Regions from separate parts of the Hordeum vulgare genome. Here region 2 is linked to region 1. A link is a contact called in public Hi-C data. All regions are on one chromosome and are shown on one strand. The core of a region is the stretch at or near the end of the contact, and the rest is flanking DNA. Distances in the headings are between cores, read along the strand shown. Region 1 holds the start of LOC123446533 (serine/arginine repetitive matrix protein 1-like). Region 2 holds the start of LOC123448782 (SNF1-related protein kinase regulatory subunit beta-1-like).

What was found. Hi-C and Micro-C count contacts between places; a contact is called where the count stands out from the background.
Region 2: a contact with region 1 is called in a Hi-C map of leaf, with 5 times the contacts expected there. The contact joins the promoter of LOC123448782 here to the promoter of LOC123446533 in region 1. A contact is called at or near these places in 3 of 6 Hi-C or Micro-C datasets (leaf and seedling) and 1 of 1 datasets of contacts at active chromatin or transcription factors (embryo).

The regions. Positions count from the first base shown.
Region 1 is chr4H:414,061,584-414,068,781 of MorexV3_pseudomolecules_assembly, reverse strand. LOC123446533 (serine/arginine repetitive matrix protein 1-like) reads left to right here and starts at 2,867. Exons shown (of 2, transcript XM_045123108.1): 1 at 2,867-3,929; 2 at 4,164-5,174. The coding sequence starts at 3,059. The coding sequence ends at 4,552.
Region 2 is chr4H:414,213,035-414,219,889 of MorexV3_pseudomolecules_assembly, reverse strand. It overlaps LOC123448782 (SNF1-related protein kinase regulatory subunit beta-1-like), which reads left to right and starts at 2,966. Exons shown (of 4, transcript XM_045125785.1): 1 at 2,966-3,323. The coding sequence starts at 3,093.

The sequences.
Region 1 (7,198 bases), core at 1,618-4,117:
TTGTTGTATCGGAAGAAAAAAATATTGCATGGAGATCCAACGGTGCGGACGCGCAGGGGTTGGTGGATCGTGCGGCTCGCGCGCCGGCGCGGAGCACTCCCTAAAAAAAATACTATTCATGCGTTGTAGACTTATTTTAACGCGTCGGAGATGCTGTGAAGATAGACCTCGCACACCGAAAAATCAATCTCGCGTATACTTCGGTTTCATATTGCTCCACGGTGCAAAGCGTATACTTCGGTTTCACATTGCTCCACCGTGTAAAGCTGGAACCCTGGTACATTGCGTTTTTTGACACCCTTTGTCTCGTTCCATCCAACGGCTGATCGAAGGTATATTATTCATCCGACGGTTTCTTTGGACCTTGCTGGAGTTCATAACTGACGTTTTTCCTTTTTGACATAACCATAACTGACGGTGGCGTGTCAGCCAAATGGTTACACCGGTATCAGACAATGGTTAGCGCCAAAATCACTGATTACGAAGAGTGGGCATCATTTAGACTGGCTCCTGCTGAGCTTGATCGCCCCGACATGTATGTCTGCTCCGCTAGCCGGGCCGTTACCACCGAGCGCTAGCGGACAGCGCTGGCTACATGCATTCACGGCACGGGCAGAGCCAGAGCGGCCAGACACGACGCAGCTGTTTTCGGCTGGGACGGGGGCACGGTATTCATACCCGTCCCCGCGCGACGATTTCAGTGTTTTTACCTTTTTTTTTAATATTTAGCTCGATTTTATCTCGTTTATAAATAAAAGTTCGGATCTGACGTTGATACACTGATGGTAAGATCGTTTGACTCCGTTGATCCAAAGAAACCATCCATATTGATCCGATTCTTATTTCCAATGTATGTGGCCGTAGGGTGTGTTTGCCTACCGTCTAACCGATGGCTGTAGGAAAAGTTGTCAGATTTAATTTTTTTACAAACGGGTCAGATCGAGCTAAAGTTAGCAAAAAATGTCAAAATCGTGAATTTACCCTCCCCACACCACTCGCCGCGGCGCGAAATGATGCGAGTAGGTGCACGGGATCCCGTGACCGTACTTATAGCATGACTAGCATAGTCGAGTACATCGCTCCCGTGACCAAATTCACGGTTTTGACTTTTTTTTCTAGCTTTAGTCTAATCTAACTCCGTTCGTAAAAAGTTAGATTTAACTTTTCACTCGTTGTGACGGTAGGTTTGAATCAATGCAGACAACGTCTTTTGACTCCATTAACATGAATAAGTGGCTATCGTCACAAACAATGACGGCAGAGTGTGCTTTCCTACCGTCACAACGGGTAGCAATAGGGCATCCACTCAGATGGTAGGCATATATATTTTATCAACACTCCTGTGACTATAACCATTTATCCACGCTAATGGATCAGATGACGCCGTTTGTATTGACCTGAATTCTATCATCACATGAAATGATGATAAACATCGTAGAGAGCGACGGTAGAAAAATGATCGGATCTAAGAAAATAAAGAACGAGTCAAATTGAACTAAACTATGCTAAAAGGAGACGTAACAGTGAAATCGTCCTCCTCCCGCGCGCGCGGTCGCACCGTTGCTGCTTGCTTTCTATAGATATAGATATAGTACTCCTACGCTAGTACCGTAGTAGCTTCGATCGGCTGGATATATTTTATCAAGATCCCCACGGTCCTCATCTCAGCTTCAAGTTATTCAGATTTCAGACGCGCCGCGGCCCGCACATGTGATAGAAAGACGAGGCGGACAGAGGGGAATGAGTGAGTAGCACTCGTACTACTAGTGCTGGCACAGCGGTAGACTAGTGTGTCGAGCATAGAGCTACTGCGTGTGCACAGGGTGCCAGTGTGGCGCCACGTGGTGGTGTCTCCCAAGGTACAAAAGAGCTTAGGATCCGTTCAGACCTCCACCTCGTAGCGATGGACGGATCGATAGAGCTGGAGCCTTTTCTTTTCTTTTCTTTCCTGCATGCATGGCCTCTTTTGCTTTCTACCCACTCTCACACTATGTGCTGTGCATTTCTCCTCTCGATTCTTTCATGCTTTCATGTCTAACCATGCCGCCGCATACTCTTTCCTTCTCTTCTCTCGCTTAACTAAACCCTAAAACAATAACACATAATTGAAGTAGAACGGTTGATCCATTTGTAAACCAGCATAAGGTTGAATTAGTGCAGAACGCACGCATATCCCAGAGGAGAGTGGAAATGGTTAAACTTAACATTTCTTACGCTTCCAAAGCCATTGTTTCTGGTAGCAGCAACAAGCAGAAAGAAGAGGAAAATTGATGTACACGCACCCGTCATGTGGAAAGCTTTAGGTCTTGATCCATAGAGGCCAGCCGGCACCGAGTCGTATCTTGAGACTTTAGTATATTTACAGGCCGGAGGTGTAAACTTGAAGCTAAAGCAACGGGAGGAAAAACAATTGCAGAGCTGCATGTCTCATGATGATGCTGGAAAACTCGATATTCTCCCTTTTTACCATGTGATGCTTCTGCCCAGCAGAGCAGAGCAGAGCACCACACGCCCCAAAATTCACCGACCAAAATCCTGCTCAGGCAATTATCATTGCCAAGTTCCCTCGAGATGCATAATCATCCAGACTATTGTTCGTTAATCCCCACACCACACCACCCGGCTTAGGCTAGTTCTACCCCACTCTGTGACACACCACCGTACTTGCCTGCCGTTTATATTAATGTCAGGTTAATTACTCACTGCTTGCTGCAGCATGCTGCCCGCCTGCTCCCGAGCAAGGTGGCTGAGCTAGCTAGGCTTCCACTACTGCATAGTGCAGTTTAGCTCGTGTACGTACTCCTCTCGCGTTCTCAGCGCTCCTCCAGCTTTTGTCCCGCACCCCTCTGCTAACAAAAGCTCGAGCTGAGGAATGAATAACCTAAAATACCCTTCCTATTATTAGGGCCCAGGCTGTGGGCGCCGGGGGTGACGCAGTCATTGCGCGCGTCCTCTTGGCCAATTATAATGCCACCCACGCTAACACAGCACGCGGGGCCAGTGTAGCTAGTTGTACCTCTCTCGCCTCCGACACCGACGAGTCAAGAGTCAAGACGCGATGCAGCCGACGGAGTCCGCCCAACGCCGGGCCTCGTCCACAGCCGCCACGGCGCCCCGGCGAAGCATGGGGTGCATGGCTGGCCTTCTCCGCCTGCTCTCCCCGTACCATCGCCACCGGAAGCGCCTGACAGCCAAGAACGCCACGCTCGAGGCCTCCCTACCGCCGCCGTCTCCACCGCCCATGAAGAAGCCGGGAGCGTCGCCGTCTCCACCGCCCGTGAAGAAGCCGGGAGCGTCGCTGTCACCAACGCAGGCCCCAGAGAAGCCACAGACGCCGACAGCCGTCCGACGGCGGCGTTCATGCGAAGCGCCTCGGAGCCCGACGATCGCTCCGGAGTACCGCCGGGCGAGCTGTGACAGCCCCAGGCCGCCGCCGCCAGCTATCGTCGCACGCCTAATGGGCCTGGAGGAGTCCGCGCCGGCTTCCCCCGCCACGACCCCGCGGCCACGACCGCTGCCGACCCGCCCTCCTCCTCCCCCGCCACCAGAGATGGCCGCGGAGAAGCGGCGCAAGCTGCTGGGCGCGCTGGAGAAATGCGATGACGACCTCCAGACACTGCGGCGGATCATCGCGGCCGTCCGGGCTGCCGAGCTGCGGTCGGCCGCTGCATCCGACGTCTCGCCGGCTCCAGCAGGGGAAGGCAAAGGGGGCAAGTGGATGGACGGCTCGCCGCGGGCGGTGGCACAGCATCCCAGCCCGGACTCGGTGCTGGACGCCATCACCTCACCGAGATTTCCATGCAGGAAGCGGTCGTCTCCATGCACACATCTCGATGCAGACAGCAAGCCCGAGATTACCCGTTCCAGTAACGATGCGCTCATAGTACGATCCAAGATCGTGAAGCCGTCCCGAACACTTGTTTTCTCCGGTACGTGGTGGTATCTCAGATTCTCTGTCGATCTGATACACAGTTTTCCATATAACTCACATATACATGCACGCATTTTATACTACTCCGATCTGCACCGTCTTAGTTTCCACCAGATTAATGAAGTTTAAGTTTATAGGGGTTTACGTGCCACATCAAATTTGTCAATTGTCATGGAAAAATATGCGGCAGGCTTCACGGTAACACGTGTGGTTTCTCGTCTCGTTTATGCAGGGGACTACTGCAAGATCAAGCAATACTGCAACGAGCTGCACGCCATGGCCATGCATCACCACCCTGCGACGGTGGCGGCTGTCGAGGGAATGCCGCGGTGGACGCCGTCAGCAGCCGAGGCGAAGGGCTGGCAGCATCGGAGACGGTGGGGGCTCCAGGGCGAAGAGCGGAGCCGAGCGATGGTGGAAAGCGTAGGGGAGGTGTGGGGGGAGAGCGCCGGCGAGGAGCGGTGGGAGGCCGGCCTCGTTGGCGCCGCGCTGGAGCGGGCCATCATGCAGGAACTCGTCTTGGACGTCGTGACGGAGCTGCTTGCGCACTCCGAGGGGCCGTTTGGCCACGGTCACCACCACGGCGGCGGTGCCATGTGCCGGAAGAGGCTCTGTTTCTGAGCGATTTCGCGTGCTCTGCTCTGGCTTTATTCGTACGTACGTAGTACGAGTGGAGCAAGTCACGCAGTACGTAGTCCAAGGGATGGATGTCGGTGACTGACGACCCCATGATGTTGGTGGTGGTGGTGGTATTGAAAGATCGGATACGCTGTGGCGCCGTTGTTGGTGAGGGCAATAAAGTGACGCGTCGCTTTAGAATGTGGGAGCTCATGAAGTGAGCACAGTGAAACTGACTCTGCTTTGCGATCATGAGGTCGGCTCCACCGCGGCTGCGCGCCCACAAGGACACGAACACAAGTCGTTGAGTTAAGCTTGCATACCAGATACGAGTAGAAAAGAATGCATTTCCAGCTCCATGGAAATTTACAAGTAGCACTCCATCATTTGGTGGTATAGTAGTACTTAGTAGCCCATGGAAATTTACAAGTAGCACTCCATCATTTAGTGGTATAGTAGTACTAAGTAGCCCCTCCGTCTCTAAATATTATTTTTTGGATATTTAATTTGGACTACATAAAGATGTATAGACTCCATCATTTTCAAGTGTACATTCAATTTACTTCATATATAGTCTGTAGTAGAATATTTTAAAAAAATTATATTGCTCCGTATGTTGCATGTATTAAAATCTCTAAAAATGTTTACATTTAGAAACAGAGGAAGCACTAGAGTAGTACAAAAAAAAAATTGGATTTTTGAGAGTTAATGTTGACCGTTGTGACCATTTACATCATTTTTGTTAGACGATGCCCCGCGCGTTAATGTGGAAAACTTATTAAAAAAACATATGGGTAAATGTTAAAAAACTAATGTTAATACAAAAAACCATTATAAAAATGGCTTGCTTAATTACCTATAAAATATTCATGCATGAGGGTATGTTTTGCATGAAGAGATTAATGAAAAAAGTAACTTATGACTACATGCATGACTTGATGATGTGACATTGTTGCATGGAGAAGAAAATTGGATAGTGGGTTCTAGCTATTTAAGAATAGAAGATACTGATTAATACCGGCTAACTAATTCTCGTTTTTCAAAATATATAGCAGTGCCTTCCTTTTGGACGAGGATTTTTGGCTCTAGGAGCATATGCTCCCTAACGAACAGTAAAATCAAAATAAATAGAAAATAAAATTTAAAAGTTCTGTTAATTTTTGTAGATGTTCATGTTAGTGTACCAATTGTGTTTGACCGTTTGCATGCCATATAGGATATCGGTGCTTCGTCGGTGAAAAAAAATAGTGTAGCATTTGAAGGTAACATTTGGCATTCTTTTTTTCTGCACAAGTCAAAATGCGAAAGTATTTCTCCTAAAAATTTGTACGTAGCATTTAAGTGTGACGATGAACACATCTAATCTATTTTTTATTTGTTGACATTTGTAAAATTCATTTCTAACACGTGGGAGCATGTGCTCCCTAGAGCCAAATTAAATAACCGCTTCTTCTTTCTCGCCTTCTATCCCGTCTAGGTCGTCGGTTTTATCATTCCCTTGAAAAAAATCAAAAATATATTATAGTGCCTTCTTGTTGATCGTCCTCCATCCCTCCAAGGCCGTGAAGCATGTTTGGGATCAAGTGAACACGCATGCAGCACAGGGTGGATAAATTCATTGTTTTGACCCTTTGGCATCGGTTTAGCACGATTTGACCTTATGTGTAAAAGTTCTGTTGGATCTCATTCCGTTTCTACCATCGTTGTCTTTGGCGGTAGGATAACACATCCTATCGTCAAGACCTTTGGCAGTATGACTTACTTACACCGTCACGCCTATTCGACGCGAAAAAAGATCCTACCACCATAGTCTATGGCAGTAGGGACATGCATGCAATTATAATAAAATGATAATTGCATGCAGGTCCCTATGACCATAGCCTGTAGAGCTAGGATAACACATCCTACCGCTACAGACTATTGAAAGTGCGTTATATCAACTAGAGGGAGGGTGAATAGGCGATTTTTACGAGTTCATCATAGAGGAAATTCCTAGTGAGGAAAGTCCTCAGTCATGAACTGAGTGCAGCGGAATAAGTACTCAAACTGTGATGCAAGCGCGACAATAACTTAGTCCTCGGAGTAAGTTGTAGCGTTCGGTTTGCACAGGTCGCTGAATAGGATAAGCAGGTGATGAATTACTCAAGTGAAGAATTTGAGGTGAGGATTTCAGAGAAAAGCTTCAGCCAAATACTTCAGACGGTGCAGATCAAAGTCATCAACATGCAATTGAGGAAATGAAAGAGTTGAGGAAATAGAACTCGTAGCTCGATGAAGACAGTGGTTTGATGACCCAGTTCCAACTGCTGTGCCAGTTGTACATCTGGTTTGGAGCAGCTTGGTATTCAAACCAAAGGACACATAGTCCCGAAACACACAGTCCCTACGGTATTCTCCTTGAGCTAAGGACACACAGTCCTTGCCCAACACTCGTGGTAAGTCTTGAGGGCAGACTTCCAAACCCTCACAAACTCGGTCACTCGACGATCCACAATTGACTGCTGGATGCTCTAGACCATTGACGCCTAACCGTCTGGAGGATGCACAATCCGCAAAGGTAACAAACGTCGGTTCCACACAAGAACAATCTCTTCAATGATGCTCAATCACTTTGGGTTTTGGTTTGGGTTTGGGTGTTGGTTTGGGTGT
Region 2 (6,855 bases), core at 1,717-4,216, 150 kb before region 1:
ATGGAGAAGCAACCTCGCCTATTCCATCATGGCTTATGTCCATGAAGGACTAGCCGCACTCGGGGTAGATCTTCACAAAGTAGGCGATCTCCTTGCCCTTACAAACTTGTTGATTCAACTCCAGAAGACGAAGCAGAAGGCTTCCAATCAACACCTAACCAATCTAGGAGGCACCACCATCCAAAAGGTAATAGATGCGGTAGAACGATGAACTCCTTGCTCTTGTTCTTTAGAATATAGTCTCCTCAACACTCAATCACTCTCTCACAAATTTGACATTGGTAGAAGAGATTGATTGGGTGGAAAGCAACTTGGGGAGGCTAGAGAGCAAGTTTCAAATGGATGGATTGGAATATATTGATCTCAACACATGAGTAGGTGGCTCTCTCTCTCAGAAAAATGGATATGGCAAGCGTATGTGTGTTCTGAGTGCTTCCTCTGCGAATGAGAGGTGGTGGATGGGTATATATAGGCATATCCCAAAATCCAACCATTACAACATTATTGCCCAACTCGGTGAAACCGAAGTGAAACTCGGTGGCACAGATTTGCACAAAATGTGGCAACTTTCGAATTCTCGGTGAGATCGATATAGGAATTTTGGTGGTACCAATGTGGTGACCTAGGGCAGTTCCCAAATCTCGGTGAGACCGATTCCAAGACTCGGAATTTCTGATTCTTGAATACGACATACGAGAAACTTGATGACTAGTTTTTGGTGGACCGAATGGAATGTTGGTGGTATCGAGATTCTAGTGTTTGGCAAAGGTTCTGTGTGGAGGAAAATCGGTAGGGCCGAATGGGAAATCTTGATGGCACCAATTTTGATGTTTAGGCTTTGGATAGAGAACTTTTGTGGGAGAATGGTTGAGTATTTTTGGTGGCTATCTCTAAGCACTCGAGCAACCAATTCATCATAGATACGTCACCCCCTTTTAATAGTATTGGTTTTCCTATGGACTCAAATGTGATTTGTCACAAATATAAAATGGAGAGTCTTGTAGCTTGAAGCTTGGCCAAGCATATTCCCTTCCTTGCATCAAGGGGTTCTCCTCACAATCCTTAGCCAATGCATCTTCGATGTTTTCTGAAATATACTTGCATAAGATCATTAGTTCAATGACACATATGTTGTGATTAATTACCAAAACCACCTTAGGGAGAAGTTGTGCTTTCACCACGGGGTCTTCATCTTGATGCTGGGCAGCCACCAGAGCTTGGGCAGCCACGAGAGTAGACACAAAGCTGCCTTGGAGCCAGCTGCAGCGGAGGTGTGGCCTTAATGATGCTGAGCCCGACGCGCCCTCCTGTGCGACGCACACCATCGCCTCGTCGGCTGATCGACGTCCTGCTCCTATGACGCATGGAGCTGGCCGCGTCTCCCCCTAGCTTTTTTGCATCGGGCCCGCCTGGACCCGACCGAGCAGGGTGTCCTTTTAGGATCGGCGTCTTCCACCCTCCCTGCGTTATCGTCGTCGCGGTCCCAACGCGGCCCCAGTTGCAGACCCCCGCAGCCTGAGGTGGTGACGAGGGCGGGGTGCCGTCGGCCGTGCCCCTGGCCATCCTCGACATGCATGGTCCAGTGGCCCGGCTAGACCTCCGGGACCAATCGCCCATCGTCGGACCCCTGAGGAGGGTAGACCACTTTGCGTAGAATGCGACGAGCGCGACGAGAGGGGTGACCAGTCCTCCACGCGGTCGACGTGGATGAGCATGTCGTGGCACCAGACACGAGGAGGGGGTCCCACTTCCCTGCTTGGTGGCGAGAAGCCGGGCACGACCTCGACGCGCCCAACATCCTGCGTTGTCCGCCAGATGATGTGCGTGGTGGGGATGAACGCCACATCCCACACCCACATCCAACAAGCGAACGTCTTCGTGTGGCCGTGCTCGCGGGTGCGAGTGTCGAGGCGGTCGATGATGCACTTGTCGCCGAGCACCCTTGCTGCCCCGTTGAGGGACCACATCTCCATAGGCATCTTCTCAATGATGATGCGGGCGTGGAGCATGAAGTCCTCGGATACATCATGGTCGTCCTCGTGCCACGGCTTGATGGTGAAAAAGACACCGTCTTGCTGATGCGTCATCTACGCTGATGTGAACTGGCTGCATGCTAAAAGAATTAGTAGTAGTGGGTATGAATTATTTGGCATGCATCATGACGTGGACATTTTGAATAATGTGGCATGCAAGATGATGTGAACCTTGTGCATGTGGAAAGAATTGTGACCAACTTATTAAAAATGTAAGATACATGATTGTTTGTTTGAGAACCAAGCAACCTATCTAACGATTAATTTACTTATAATTAGCTTAATTAATAAGCAATTAATCTATTCTTAACATAAGGAATTGAGTCTAACAAAAGGAATTGAGTAGAGTAGTGTTGCTAGAGATGGATCGCACGTTGATGTGGAGCACTACCATTTCCGTGTCAAGGCACGCCGCGCCCACAACACATTTTCTTGTTGCTAGAGATGGATCGCACGACAAACACTGGAATTTGGCTGATACTCACGAATGGCAACCGTGACAAGGCTAATCCTTTCACCTACCGTGTTCCTCGACACGAACCCATCCCTTTCACGATTCTTATTCTTCAACGCAAAGGATTCGCGAGACAACACGCCAACGAGATCGCAGCGATGGATGCCGGATTCCGGGTCCCGGGAGCCGGCGCCCGACCCAGGTATAGGCTCCTCTCTCTCCATCATCCAACCCAACGTCCGTCCGAACGTGCGCGCCGTGACCAGGGCCCCGGCTCCACGTCACGTACACATCACCAAACACGGCCCTCCGTGCGCTACACCCTCCTGCACCGACCAGCAGGCGGGCCACGTGGGGCCGACGGGACGGTGACTGTGCAACCCACGAGCACCGGGTGCACGGGTGCCGCCACGCTTCCCGGGCAAGGGGCAGCGGCACGCGCTTAATTACACGACCAAACGGGCGCAGCCATCCCTCCCTTTCCTTCTCGCTCGTCTTCCTTGCCCCCTCGCGCAACAGCAGCGCCACAACGCAGTGAGTGGCACTTCCGTGATTTCGCCGCCGCGGGGGCGGGGGTAGGAGGAGGAGGAGGAGGGAAGGAGGCCATGGGCAACGCCAGCGGCAGGGAGGAGGACGCCGCCGCGCCCGGGGAAGCCGACGCCGCCGACGTCGACGTCGAGGACTCCTCGGCCCGCGGCGGCTTCCCTCCCTACGGCGGGGGCGCCAACAACGTGCGCCGTGCCTGCTCGGTGGGCGTCGTGGGTGCCAGCGGCGGTCCCGGATCGCCGCCCGGGAGTCCCGGCCGCTCCCTCTCGCCGCGGATGTTCGTGCCCCAGGTCAGATCACCAGATCCCGCGCCCACTTCTCCGTTTCGTTGCTCGCTCTACAGGTACAGAGTTCAGTTCGGGTCGGATGCCTAGTTTCGCCCCTGCTGGTGCTCGTATGTGATCTCGAGATGTGGAGGTTCGACTGATTTGGTTGGTTGGTTGGTTGGTTGGTTGGCTTAGGGTCCCAACGCGAGGAGTCGTCGCGATCTGGAAATGGCTCGGTGTTCTCCAAATTCACTTTAGCTAATGCTGTTCTTCCTGTGGATAAACTGTTTGCTCCTTGCGTGACAATAGAGCAAATAAGCGCGAGCCTACTTGCTGCTAGTTCGTCTTAGTATTATTGATTGTAATTACAATGCAGGAACACACCAGTGGTGTTTATCTTGCCGAGTTTCACTTTGGCATTCGTTTGTGCGAGCTTGATTGTTTTCTCCTAAGCAGCAAACCGTTTCAGAATAAGCTATGCTACTTGGACAGTTAAAAAACCATGTGGCTAAACAGGGAGGTTTTATTATGTGCAAATTGTTGAATGACCGTTTGATTGTACAGACGTTTTATGGGTTTTGCTCTTCTGATTAAAATTTAACATGAAGTAGATTGGTTAGTTCTAGAATTTTCGTTTGCCCCTTGCCCAATAGTTAGTTTAGGTACTGTAATGGTGATTGTAAGTTAGTCATGAGAATGATGTCTCCGTGTAGGCTGTCCAAGGGATTTATGAGCTTTCTGTTAGGGCTCTGGTTCATATCGACACTGATGCTTGTTTCCAGACCATGAATTTAGATGCTTTCCAAAATGAAATTAATACTTGATATACAGCCGTACTTCAAGTCGTGTCTAAGCATCGAAGGAAAAAATACCGGATTAATTTGTTCAATTAGAGCGGGGGATCTGTTGTATATTGTTTTCTATTATTATGGCTGAAGATTGGATTTGGTATGTCGGTCACCTTCCTTCTCATTTTTTTCTTCTCAGTGTTACACTGTCTATTACTTCTGAACCAACCCTTCTGCTACATTCCTGGGATTATGCTATTACTGTCTGCAAAATGTAGGTCTCTTGTGCTGTATTGACATCAAGAATTCTATATAATGTACCAATGCGTTATCATTTTTTCTGTTCTCCTGGGTAGTAGCCTTAAGGATTGATTAAACTGAAAATAATTGAAGCAAATAAATACATGCAATTAGTACTCTCTCCGTCCCAAAATTCTTGTCTTAGATTTGTCTAGATATGAATGTATCTAGTCACGTTTTAGTATTTAGATACATCCATTTCTAGACAAACCTAAGACAAGAATTTTGGGATGGAGGGAGTAGTTGCCACAGCCTCTGCTCCATTTACCAGTTTTCTCATTGATGTCACTGGTAAAGCGGACACATCCAAATCCATGAAATGAGTGAATCGAGGGTCACAGCATGACTATCCTGCTAGTTTCGGAAGACACAATATGGTGTTTTCATTTTTCTGTTTTCAGTGTATTTGCATGTTGATATCCTTTCGCCCTTTCTTACCTTGAAAACGCACCCAAATCGTTTTGCCCTTTACTTGGTAAAACCATATGAATCGCAGTAGGCGCACAGATGGAAATGAGAAAATTCTGTTGCATCTAGATGAACTGCAAGCATTATAAGCATAGGGACAAAAATGACAAGGAATACTTTATTCTAGTGAAATGTGCACAGTATCAAATATTTATGTCTTCATTTATTGCTATAAAACAAGGGTTAGATACAACATATGCATACACTCTTTCTCTCCTAGATACAACCTTAGAGACACCAAAACAATGGATGTTTTATTATGCATTAAGACTAAGTGTGGTTCTCTTAGGGTGTTGCCAGTACATAGTTTCTATAGCAGTTTGGGACTAAGGAGTCCAATCGTATTAGAAAAGGTCCAGAGGCAAAATGGCTGATGTATAAGGATTCATTGTGTCTCAGTTTTAATCAGGCAAGAACAATCAATCTACCCTCAAGTTATTCTCTCGTTTAAACCTATGTCTACCCAATCCCTCACAGGCATGCCCGTCTGGCTACAGCACAGTAGTTATCCCGTGGTGAATCAAGGCTTACAACAATAGCTATATCTAGGAGAGAGAATGCGTAGATAAAGCCATACTAATACATGGTATTTTATTGATAAATTTGACAAGGTGGGAGTTAGAGGAGGCTCACAGAACAAGCGGCTCCCTTAGTTTTCTGAAAGTGCTAGGCCTCCAAATGCCGCCTCTATATTTTTGTTGCTAGTTTGGTAGTCATGTTGTTAGGTTTTTGTTCCCCTTTTCCTACTTTTTTTTTGCTTTGCCAGCTTTTGGTTTCTGTTTGACTCTTGTGTCTTCAGTTCTCTCTTTGTACAGTGTATCATTTTGATGTGTTCCTTCCAATGCAAAAAGACGCACGTTTTGATGCATATTCAGAATAGCAAAATTACTACCTTACTGTCTATGGTTTGTGCTTATGTATCATTACACTGGATTTGGGTGTAACCTTAATATCTCAGCCTTTTCTACCTCTCAATGACTCATCAATGTCTTAATCTTTATAACTAGTAAGCGATCACAACTTCCATATACTTTTTTTTGTCTTTGAGATAAATACTTGAGCAGTGGTGGGATTCCTCTGATGCCATTATAGTGACTTGGGTGTGTTGAACCTGTGTTGTTTGTATTGGTCTGTCGGTTTGCTTTATTTATAAAGCGGGGCGAAAGCCTTTTTCGGTAGTGGAGTGGTTCAAAAGAAATGTGTTATTCTTATAGGGTGCCTGTGAGAAGTATACATATGCAATTATGGATATAGATTCGCTTTAGCGTTAAGAGCCTCCCAACAATATGGATATCACGTAGTGGCTGAGTTGATATTTCTATTTCGTCGAAATTTATACTAATATCAGGCCCCTGCCCCGCTTTATTCTCTAAAACCTACAAATCCTGAATGGTGATTCTTTATTAGAAGCCTTACATTTCTAATTGTCTGTGACTGATCTAGAAGATCTAGTCTTCATGGTTAACAATGCGGATTACTGCGACTACTGACTACAACTTTTCTTAGTTATGCACTTTGAAGTATAGGATAGATACTAGATATTGGGCAATTTATATTGTCTGGGGTTGTGATGTAAAAGATCCAGTCTTAATAGTTTACAATATGATTTCTGAGACTATTGACTACTCCCTCCGTTCCTTAATATAAGACCTTATAGAGATTTCAATATAGACTAGATACATAGCAAAATGAGTGAATCTACATCCTAAAATATGACTACATACATCAGTATGTAGTTCATAGTGGAATCTCTAAAAGGTCTTATATTTAGGAACGGAGGGAGTAAATTGTTTCTTAGTTTTGCACTTTGAAAGGATAGAAGGCCAGCGATCTAGAACTAAAATAGGTCTACGTACATTCATTTTTATCCATTTCTCTGACAATTATTTCCTGACGGAGGGAGTACTTATCTGTGTTACGCTACTCTAAATGTTTTCATCTGTCTTTTTTTAGGATAAAATATTTTCATCTATCCAATATAAATGCTTGCATTCTTTTGT